Regions from separate parts of the Sus scrofa genome. Here region 2 is linked to region 1. Evidence: chromatin contacts called from public promoter capture Hi-C data. All regions are on one chromosome and are shown on one strand. The core of a region is the stretch at or near the end of the contact, and the rest is flanking DNA. Distances in the headings are between cores, read along the strand shown. Region 1 holds the start of PRRC2B (protein PRRC2B). Region 2 has its middle 7.7 kb from the start of RAPGEF1.

Region 1 (5,522 bases), core at 959-3,458:
AGGTACCAGCCTCCCCTACTTGCCCCAGCATCTTTTTTATTTTGGCCTCGGCGGGGTGCAGCGGCTTGATGTGGGATCTCCATTCCCAGACCATGGCGCAGTAGTGAAAACGCCAAATCCTAACCACTAGACCACCAGGGAACTCCCTGCCCCAGCCTCTTGTCTTTGTTTTCCCCAGAAAATGCCCAAAGGTCAGAGACTAGCACTGCTGGGTTCAAATTCTTGCCCCACCACCTGTACCATTAGTGACTTTCGTTTCCTTATCCAGAAAGTGGGAACAGTAATAACTGTCTCCTGAGTATTGAGTTATCTCTTGCAAAGTGCTTAGCAGCATGCCCAGCCGGGAGAAGTGCTCAGTAAACAGTACCTGTCACTGTTGGCATTGTTACCCCAGAGATGTGCAGAATGGAAATGATTTCCTGAATCCCGGACAAACCCAGGTTTTGTGGTACACGTGAAGCATCTGCTGCCATTTAACTCGCAGGGACTTCACAGCCCTTGTTGTCCCCAGAGGGCGTCACACTCCCCTTCCAGATGTGCCAGAGGAAGCAAAGCACGGGTCCACTTGACTTTCTCCCTGCTTCCCACCTCTAGCAGTTCCTCATCTGTCCTCCAGAGCACTCAAAGCCCTCCACGCTTTTCATCTTTTTTGGTTCTCTCTGGGTGGAGAATAAAAAGAAAGAGGTAACTTTCTGATTATTCATTCATTTATTTTTTTGTGCTTTTCAGGGCCACACCCGCCGCACATGGAGGTTCTCAGTCTAGGGGTGGAATCGGAGCTACAGCTGCCGGACTACCCCAGAGGCACAGTAACGCCAGATCCGAGCCGCGTGTGCGACCCACACCATAGCTCTCGGCAATGCCGGACCTGAGCCAGGGATCGAACCCACAACCTCATGGTTCCCGGTGGGATTCAGTTCCTTTGTGCCACATTGGGGAACTCCAAACTTCTGATTCTTAGAGTCCCAGAGTCCCTTGTATCGCCGCCAACAAGGTCAAGGGCCAGACGCTCATTCCTCCATTCAAGAAACCAATCAATATTTACTGAATGCCTACTATGTGCCAGGCATTGTGCTTACCACAACCTCAACTCTAAACCTAGTTAGGCTGAAGTGGGTGACCTTTCCTCCCAGGCCCGGCTGTGTGGCCTTGGGCGGGTTACTTAACCTCTCAGAGTCTGTCTCTCTTGGTCACCCGCGAATTGGAAAGTATTTTCTGCCCCGGAGTTGGGATTGAATGAGATCAACCACTCCCCTGCGGCTGGCGTTCTTCGCTCTTTACAGCGTATTATGGACGAGGGCCAAAGATGATTCGTATTCCAGGTTCCAGATACATTTCTTTTTGTCTTTGCTTTTTCACACTGCTTGTTTTTCTAATTGCCAAAGTACCTAGAGTAAACATCGAGAGTCCTCCCCAGACCTCTGCGACCGCGGAGGTAACCAAGAGCGGGGCCCACTCTCCCTGACCTTTTGTTTTGCATTCACGCAAATACACAAAACACTCCGGAGGACTGACTTCTTCTTTTTCCTCTTACGAAAATGGAATAAAGTATCCAGACTGTGCAACAACCTTGCCTTGGAATTAACAATGTATTATTTCAGTTTCCTTTCGGTGCACATATCAAATACATATTTTAACCAAACCCCGGCTCACGGTCTGGCAGCAGGCGCTGCAGTTCTGCAGGGGGAGGGGGCGGAGATCCGGGCTCTCCCCCCTCCCTTCCCAACCCTCCCTGCGACAGGGCCTCCCCCGCCCCCGGCCCCCTCCAGCCCAGCCCCCCTTCTTCCGGACCCCTCTCCCCGCCTCTCGCCCCGCCCCCTCCGCTGGGCCTCCTCCCCTCCCAGCGCTTCACGGACGCCCCCTTCTCTCCCCTGGCCGCTTCTGGGGCCCTCCTCCCGAGTTCCCCCTTCCCAGGCCCCTTCCCCGTCCCCCAGTCCCTGCAGCCCCCGCTCCGCGCCCTTTCCGCTTCCCCAGGCCCCTCCCCGCACCCCGCCTTTCCCAGTCCCCCCCTTGTCCCCCTCCCCCGTCTCTGCCCGGCCCCTCCCCCTCCCGGGACCCCAGCCCCCACCTCAGGCCCGGGGGCGGGGCGGGCGCCGCGGATCCCGGGAGGCGCGGCAGGGGGCGCTGCGCGGGCGGAGGTGCGGCTGCGGGCGGCGGCGGCGGCGGCGGCGCGAGGAGGAGGCGGGAGGAGGCGGGGCGGCGGCAGGCGGGGGGCGGGGAGCCGAGCGCGAGAGGGAGGCGAGCGGCGAGACACAGGCTCCGAGGCTTCAGCGAGCGAGCGACGTGCGAGCCGGGGAGGGAGGGAGCGAGCGAGCGAGCAGCCGCGCCGCCGCCTCGCAATCCGCCGCCATCCCGCCGCCTCCGCGCCCGACCGCCGCCCGACCGCCATCGCCCGGCCCAGTCGCGCCCGCGGAACCAGACCAGGTGGGCCCGGGGCGCGGGGCGGCGCGGGGCCGGGCCGGGGCGGCGGCGGCGGCGGCGGCGGGCGCGGCGCTAAGATGGAGGCGGCGCGGCCGGGCCGGCTTTGTCTCGGCGGCGGCTGACTGACAGCGGCGAGCCCGGGCCCGGCCGACCTTTGTCCGCGAGCGCCGGGCTCGGCCCGCCCCGCGCCGCCGCCGTTGGCCTGCGGGGCCGGGCCGGGGGCGGCGGGGGTGGCGGCCAGGCGGGCGGCGGGGACCCGCTCGCCATTGTTGTGGCGGCGCCGCGCGGCCTCGGCTCGGGCGGGCGGCGGGGTCGGGCCGCTGCTCCCGCGCCCCGGAGGCCGGGCCTGGGCGCCGCGCGGCCGGGGGTCTCGGGGGACGAGTCCCCGGAGCCGCCTTTCTGCCCGGACCCGGGTGGTCGGGGCGCGGGGGCCGTTTCCTGCCGCCGGCCCCATCTTGCCTGCTCGCCGAAGCGGCCCCGGGGGGCGGGGGTGGAGCCGCCGAGCCTTTGCGGGTCCCCCGGGGGTCCCCGAAGTTGGCGGTCAGGGGCTTCTGGGCTGTGTGCGAGGGGCTGGGGGGGTTAGCAGGCGCCCAGACGGCCGCGGTTTGAGTGCGGGACCGGGAGGATTATTTTCAAAACACTTAATGCTCTGTTGCTGAACATGTTTAATAATAAACAGGATGTCGCTTCTCAGGGCCTGCCAGATGGATTTTTTTTTTTCTCTCTTCCTATTTCTTTTTTTCCTCCCTTCTGCCTCCTGAGTAAAACACAGCACTGTTGAAATCGCGGGCCTCCGAAGAGTGCATTTGCCTACATAAAGTGGGAAGGCGTTTGTTTTTCGTTTCTCTTCTGATATCTTGGGAGTTCCGAGCCCACCTTTAGGCAAGCCGAGGAGGTGTTTTTCCAGGGAATGGTTAGCTCGAAGGAAGTGGGAGAAGGGGGCTGGGAGGCTCTCCTGAGTGTGTCATTTGCTAAATGGCTGCCCGGGAGAAAGAAACCTTTAGAAGGCTTTGGTTTACAGGATTGTGAAATTGCCCCTGATTTTTTTTCCCCCCTTCTTGAAGGTTTTGTGTGCACTTTAAGTGGCTTTGTACATCATAACACCCAGTTTGGTTTCTGTAAGCATCCGTCTGAAGCCTTAACGTGGTTTCTCCAAATCCGGCTGCAGCCATCCAGCCATGTCTGCGCAGTGCTATGTGTTAAGGCGGGACTCGGGAGGCCCAGGCTTTGGGGTGCAAATTCTGCCTCTGTCAGAACTCTGGGATTCTCAGAACCTTCCCTGGCACACATAGGGACACCGCGACGTCGCCCCGTTGTCCTGTTGGGAAATGGTGAAGGATCTAGAAGAGGGCTTGACACACAGCTGGGGCTTAGTAGTGGGTTTCTCCCATGGCTGTTGGTGTCCAGCTGTGGCATGGACCCCAGGGGGAGAAGGACTTCCCGGCATCACTGGGCTCTCGCTTATTCAGTGCTGGGCCTCTGTGGGGAGTCTAGGGTGGGAGAGAGTAGCATTTGGAGCCCCGGAGAACTACATGGCCCCGGGCTGTGTCGGGGTAGGTCTGCCCTTGGATCCCTGGTGCCCGCCCCTCCGGTTGAGGGCAGAGCAGAACGCTGCTAAGGACAACAGGCAGAGGCACAGCGAGTCTTGCCCCTTGAGGATAACTGCTTTCCTTTGGGAATGGCAAACAATCATGTGGGGAGCCTCTGCTTGTTTGGGCAAGTGTGTCTCTTGGAGCCTGGATTCTGGTCCTCATGAGGTTACCATAGGCAAGTTTCAACCTCAGCGCTTGAGTCTGTAAAATGGGAGTAATTATGCTTTGTCTTGGGTATCTGTTGAGGCCCTTGGGAGCCTCACATGCTGTTTGCAACAAAGCTCTTCCATCCATGGGAGGGTGATGAAAATGTATGTTTTTGTTGGTTACTTAGTTTTCAGGTTTCTTTTTCCTCATTCCTGATCTTTTTCTCCTGGCATGTTGGTTGATGGAGTCGCCCCAGGGTCTATCCCCAGCTAATGTTTTGATAGCTCGACTGGTATTGGAAGCACCAGAATGGCCTAAAGAGCTAGGCTCCTCAGCCAAGCCTGGGTGTCTGCTGTTTATTGGAGACCATAGGAAAGGCTCAGGCTACCATGGGGGCGATGGACCCCAGGCTTGGCCAGGGTGAGGGCTGAGACCTGGTTACCACTGGGCCAGACCTGTGGCTTGTTTGTAAAAAGGTCCTGGAGACCACTCTGCTTGGACCTCGGATGGTTCTGCAGTTTGCAGAGATTTGTCTCAGTTTGTTCTGGTGTTCCCACAGCTATCTTGGCTTTGTTTTGCTCTGTTTTTGTTTTTAGACCTCTTTGGAACCTTCTTCAGGCCTCCAGGCTGTGTGGCTGAGACAGGGTTTCAGCAGGGTCAAGTCATCCTTTCAGGTTTTTCTGCTTCCCGCCTCTTGGCCGGTCTTGGCCCAGTCTGGCTCTGGGTTGTTGGTTAGCTGGTTGGTGAGGGCCCCTGATGACTTAGCTGCCCCTCCCACGAACCTTTTTAATTACCTGTGAATTTCAGTTCTCTTTGGGTCCCTGATGCTGCCTGCAGATGGAGGGGCCTGTCATCTCCTCCAACATTCTGGGTCCTCTCCAGTCTCCTTCAAGCCCAAATGGGCAAAAAGGGAGCCTGGGGAAGAGCCAGAAAACCTTGGGAGAGAGGAATTTCAGGAATGGCAAGTCAGAACCAGTTTCGGCACAGTTGGTCTAGCTGCCTGGGGCCTGGCCTAGGAATTTTTGTTCTGTCTCTTGGTTGGCCCATCCCCCAGTCCTTTTAAATTTCAGTTCTTCTTTTTTTCCTGAAGGGTTATTTTTATTGTACTTTCAATTTCTTTTCATTTTTTTTTGCCTTGCACAAAGTACTGACTCATGTTGCTAATGGCCGTATGCTGGGTGTATGTCTGATTATTCTACCATTTAAGCTTGTTCACTTCTATGTTGGTTTTTGTTTCAAACCACAATAGGCCAGTTGGGCCAGCACTCGTATTTCTAAATTTGATAATGAGGCTTCTCGCCTGTCAAATGTGTGTTGTCTTGTTTTGGGTGGGCAGTTGTTAAACAGGCCGTGTCTACGCTA
Region 2 (5,089 bases), core at 395-2,894, 290 kb after region 1:
GATTGGTCTAGCTCCAGTCAGTGACGCATCCCTGGCCCAATCGGGGCCGGCCAGGTGGGCGGGGTTACAAACAGTACAAACAGCGGCTGGAATCTGACCTTGCTGGTCCAAAGAAGGGCAGACACGTCCATCTTTTCCAGAGAATGTCAATCCCCCTTGGCTGAGTGGGTTTCGGAGAGACAATAAGTTAACTAGATTTCTAGTTAGTGGTCAGCCCGCTCCAGGCTCACATTCTTAACCACTGTGCTGCAACTTCCCTCACTCAGACTCATCTTCAGGTAGCCCGCGGTCCTTTACAGGAAGCGTGAAAGTAAAAGTACTCTACACCCTTGTTCAAATCAATGCAGTTCAGCTCAATTCCAATCCATTCGCATAGGTTGCATGTCCTCAGTGTACTGGGCCTCATGAGAAAAACAAAGACAAACAAGAGCTTCAAGGAGTTTCAAGGGGGTTGGGGGGAGGGGGAGTTCTGGGGCCCAACTCTCCTGTGAGACCGGCTCTGAAGAACTTTCCGGGCCGGCCACCGTGCCGTCTGTGCGTGTGCATGTACTCACTCACCTCAGTTGGGAGCATCAGGAAAGTCCAAATAGAGGAGATGAATGCTTTAGTGTCTTTATTTTTTATTTTATTTTTTTGTCTTTTTGCCATTTCTTGGGCCGCTCCTGCAGCATATGAAGGTTCCCAGGCTAGGGGTCTAAGTAGAGCTGTAGCCGCCGGCCTACACCAGAGCCACAGCAATGCCGGATCCTTAACCCACTGAGCAAGGCCAGGGATCGAACCCACAACCTCATGGTTCCTAGTCGGATTCGTTACCCACTAAGCCACGAGGGGAACTCTTATTTTTTATTTTTTAATGTTCTTATTTTTTAGGGCTGCACCCACGGCATGTGGAGGTTCCCAGGCCAGGGATTGAATTGGAGCTATGGCTGACAGCCTACACCACAGCCACAGCAACGCCAGATCCCAGCCTCGTCTGTGATCTACACCACAGCTCCCTGCAATGCTGGATCCTTAACCCACTGAGCGAGGCCAGGGATCGAACCTGCAACCTCACGGTTCCTAGTCAGATTTGTTTCCGCTAAGCCACAGTGGGAACTCCTTGATGTCTTTAAATGTCATTAGTGATTGCGGTTTTGTCAAGATTTTGCTCATAATTCATTCCCCTGAGCACCGGTCCCCCACATCCCCCCCCAAATGGCTTTAATTCTGATCTGTTTGCCAAGCTCAGGAAACTGGGAAAGGTCCACAGACATCCTCAGAAAGGTGGGGACAGATGTCTGGGTTATCACTGCCGCTGTACATGTGGCACCGCCAGACCAACCCCAGCAGAGCAGGCAGGACGGGCTTCGTGGTTCCTTGGCCTTTTCTCAGGCAAGTTAATAGACCTCTTGCTCTGGGTGCTCAACAGCTGCTATGAAACAGACCCATTTTCTTTTTTCTTTCCTATTTTAAGAAAGCAACATGATTTAGCAAATGGGTGCTCGTCTGGAAATGAGACGAGGTAGATTCTAGGTCAAAACAGGCTCATTTTCAATCATGACACATAAATCCTTGAGGATTCAGTTAACACGGGATGGTTGAGCCCTCAGCTGAAGCCCACCGGCATGAGCAGCCTGGGTGCTGTCACTTCCTTAAACAGTCCCGCAGACATTACAGCTGGTCTGCCCGAGGAGGAAATTGTGCAAGAAATGTAGTAAACAACCACCGGCAAAGAGCACGGGCCGCGCGCGCGCGCACACACACACACACACACACACACACACACACAAACACACACATGTCTCTCCTGCCCCCTAGTGAGCATTCAGAATCCTAAACCCCACTCGGTCAAAGACTTTTTTTTTTTTTGTCTTTTTGCCTTTTCTAGGGCCGCTCCCGTGGCATGTGGAGGTTCCCAGGCCAGGGGTCTAATTGGAGCTATAGCTGCCGGCCTACACCAGGGCCACAGCAACGCGGGATCCGAGCCGAGTCTGCAACCTACACCACAGCTCACAGCAATGCAGGATCTTTTTTTTTTTTTTTTTTTTTTTTTGTTTTCTTTCTTGGGCTCCGGCATATGGAGATCCCAGCTAGGGTCGAATCGAACTGTAGCCACCGCCTACACCAAGCCACAGCACGTGGATCCGAGCCGCGCTGCAACCTACACCACAGCTCATGCAACGCTGGATCGTTAACCCACTGAGCAAGGCAGGGATCGAACCCGCAACCTCATGGTTCCTTGTCGGATTCGTTAACCACTGCGCCACGACGGGAACTCCTCATTTTTTAAAAAGTAACACACTATCACTTTACAAATTTTGGAGTGTTAATCCCAGAAAACACGTGCCCTCATTTTGAAAAATAACATATAGACACGTAAGAGTGAAGGTCTCCCTTTCACTCATGACAGGTAACGGCTTAACATACATCCTTCCAGATTTTCCCTATTAAAAATATAACTGTTCAGGGAGTTCCCTTCATGGCTCAGGGGTTAATGAACCGGACGAGGATCCATGAGGTTGTGGGTTCGATCCCTGGCCTCGCTCAGTGGGTTAAGGATCTGGTGTTGCCATGGGCTGTGGTGTAGGTTGAAGATGTGGCTTGGATCCCGTGTTGCTGTGGCTGTGGCATAGGTCAGCAGCTGTGGTTCTGATTCGAACCCTTAAAAGCAATGTATATGTATCGGTATACATATAACTGTACACACACGGTTTTTTATATGAATTGGTTTAAAAGGTACATATCAGCCGGTGTGACCGAGGCTAGCTAGCTGCTCACCAAGTCTACGTGCTGGCACACAGCTCGATGACATTACCCAGCCTCCCCTTGCCATGAGATGCGGCCGTATGTTCAAGGTCGCACAATGGAATGTGGTTGAAGCAATGATTCACTTCCAAGCCCAGCCCATAAAAATCTCCCACACCTGATCTCTGCTCTCTCTTCTCCTTCTCCTCCCCACCACCCCCTGCTTCTGCTTCTGGGGCTGCTTCTTTTTTGCTGCATCTGTGGCATGTGGGAGTTCCCAGGCCAGGAATCAAATCTTCACCACAGCAGTGACCTGAGACACTGCAGTGATGACATTGGATCCTGAACCCACTATGCCGCAAGGGAGCTCCCTCTCTTCTTTTTCTGCTGCTGACAAAGTGTGGAAGGAGGAAGGAGCTGGGTCCCTGAAGAGCTGCTTGGAACAGAGTATTGCTCCTTCCCATGGCCCCCTTCCAATGGCCCTGCATAGGAAGGGAGATTAGATAGATGGATTTTTTTAAAAGCAATGTACTATCATTTTACAAATCTTCAAGTAGAGAGAGGGAGAAAGAGGGAGAGACAGGAGAACACCTTTCATGCCAATACATATAGATCTTCCTGACACTTTTTAGCAGTTGTGTAGCATTCCTTTGCATGAATGTACCAGAGTGTTTAAGCATCCTCCTCTCCATGGGCACTTATTTGGTTTCCAATTTTTAAAAAGTATCAACACGGAGTTCCCGTCGTGGCGCAGTGGTTAACAAATCCGACTAGGAACCATGAGGTTGCGGGTTCGATCCCTGCCCTTGCTCAGTGGGTTAAGGATCCGGCGTTGCCGTGAGCTGTGGTGTAGGTCGCAGACGCCGCATGGATCATGCGTTGCTGTGGCCCTGGCGTAGGCCAGTGGCTACAGCTCCAATTAGACCCCTAGCCTGGGAACCTCCATATGCCACAGGAGCGGCCCAAGAAATGGCAAAAAAAAAAAAAAAAAAAAAGACAAAAAAAAAAAGTAAAAAGTATCAACAAAACTGCAATAAAAATCAAAGTCAGTATATCCTGTACACTCATGTTGTTATTTCTGCAAGGCAGGTTATTATTCCCTATTGTTTTAAATAAGGACGCAGAAATACAACAACCTGGGTAGCAGAGAATGACCTGGAATCATTACATTTGGGTACAGCGTGCATTTTGCATTTGAAAAGCTAAGAGAGGGCAGTGTTTTAAGATTCTTGAAAAAACAAAGAACCAGGGCCAAGTTCTGGTCCTGCTCCTTGCTGAGCGACCTTGTCCAGGTCACCCACCTAAGCCTTGGTTTCCTCAATTGTGAGATGGGGGTAATGCTGGTGCCTGCCTCATTGTGGGGTATCTGTAAAGTGAGGATATTGGTCAAGGTTCAGTGAGAGAAGGAGGGAAGGAAGAGAGGAGATAAATAGGTGAGCCTTACGATTGCTCCTGCTGGGTGCCTGGGGACAGCTGCCAGGAGACAGTGCAGGGTCAGAGAACTGGGCAGAGCCTGGCTGACTCCCGGAGACGAGGAGACAGAGAGGAGAGTCTGCGGAGAACAAGGTAGCCAGAGTCCCCAGGGCGGAGTGCCCGGAGGGGAGATGCCTAGGGAACTTCGGGGCTACCTTATAAAACTCGGCTCGGGGGGAACAGAGCAGAGTGTGCTTCCTGCTCCAGAGGAAGGGAGGGGAGGGGCCCAGTCACATGTGTGCACCTTCTCCTTCTAAACTCACCAACCAAACTGAGCATCTTACCTCGGGGGGTGGGGGCGGGGGCGGCGGATGAAGGGGCAGAGAGAAGCTAGGAGTGTTTGGCTCCCGAGCTCTCTCCATCTGGAAGGAAAGAGTGGTGTAGGAATGGAGAGGAAGCAACACTGGCCACCGCCTGCATCTCCGAGCCCCTCCTCCTGGCTCTGGGATTATCCGGAAAACGGGATCGGACCCTTCATGTCTCTACTGCCTCCCCGTCGCAGGATCTGCTGCGGTGTTGGCTGATTATTTATCTTGCTGAATAATGAACTACCTCTGTATCTGGCGGATGAAATCTGTGCAGCTCTCGGGTAGCCGCACGCATTCAGGCAGCCTGAGTCTGATCCCAGTGGCATCAGCCAGGGGTGGGGCTGGAGGACTCACTTGCCAGATAAAGTGGCTCCTTCAGGCATGGCTGGGCCTCAGTGCTCCTTGGCCCCTCTGTCTCCACTTGGCTTGGGTCTCTCACAGAATAGGGGTCTTGGGGAAGATGCGTTACAAACATGGAAGCTGGTCTCTGAGAGGCTGGAAGCAGAAGGCACCGCACAGTCAAGAGCCACTCCTGGGCCTGGCTGGTCAGGCCTCCCACCTCTGCACTCTATTGGTCAGGCCTC

The links. Promoter capture Hi-C pulls out the DNA fragments that hold promoters and counts their contacts.
Region 2: a contact with region 1 is called in a promoter capture Hi-C map of fetal liver, with 2.2 times the contacts expected there. The contact joins the enhancer-like site here to the promoter of PRRC2B in region 1. A contact is called at or near these places in 2 of 5 promoter capture datasets (fetal liver and liver), 15 of 47 Hi-C or Micro-C datasets (alveolar macrophages, blood, brain and 9 more) and 2 of 2 datasets of contacts at active chromatin or transcription factors (alveolar macrophages and skeletal muscle).

What each region holds. Positions count from the first base shown.
Region 1 is chr1:271,334,572-271,340,093 of Sscrofa11.1, forward strand. PRRC2B (protein PRRC2B) reads left to right here and starts at 2,209. Exons shown (of 33, transcript XR_002337933.1): 1 at 2,209-2,424.
Region 2 is chr1:271,629,812-271,634,900 of Sscrofa11.1, forward strand. No RefSeq gene overlaps it. Among named protein-coding and RNA genes, the nearest start is that of RAPGEF1, 7.7 kb to the left of the region's middle. Within about 2 kb of position 1,645, at least 42 of the 83 cell types and tissues checked have an H3K27ac peak or open chromatin away from gene starts, as enhancers often do. A contact at or near this core is called in alveolar macrophages, fetal liver, liver and 5 more, where this site is marked.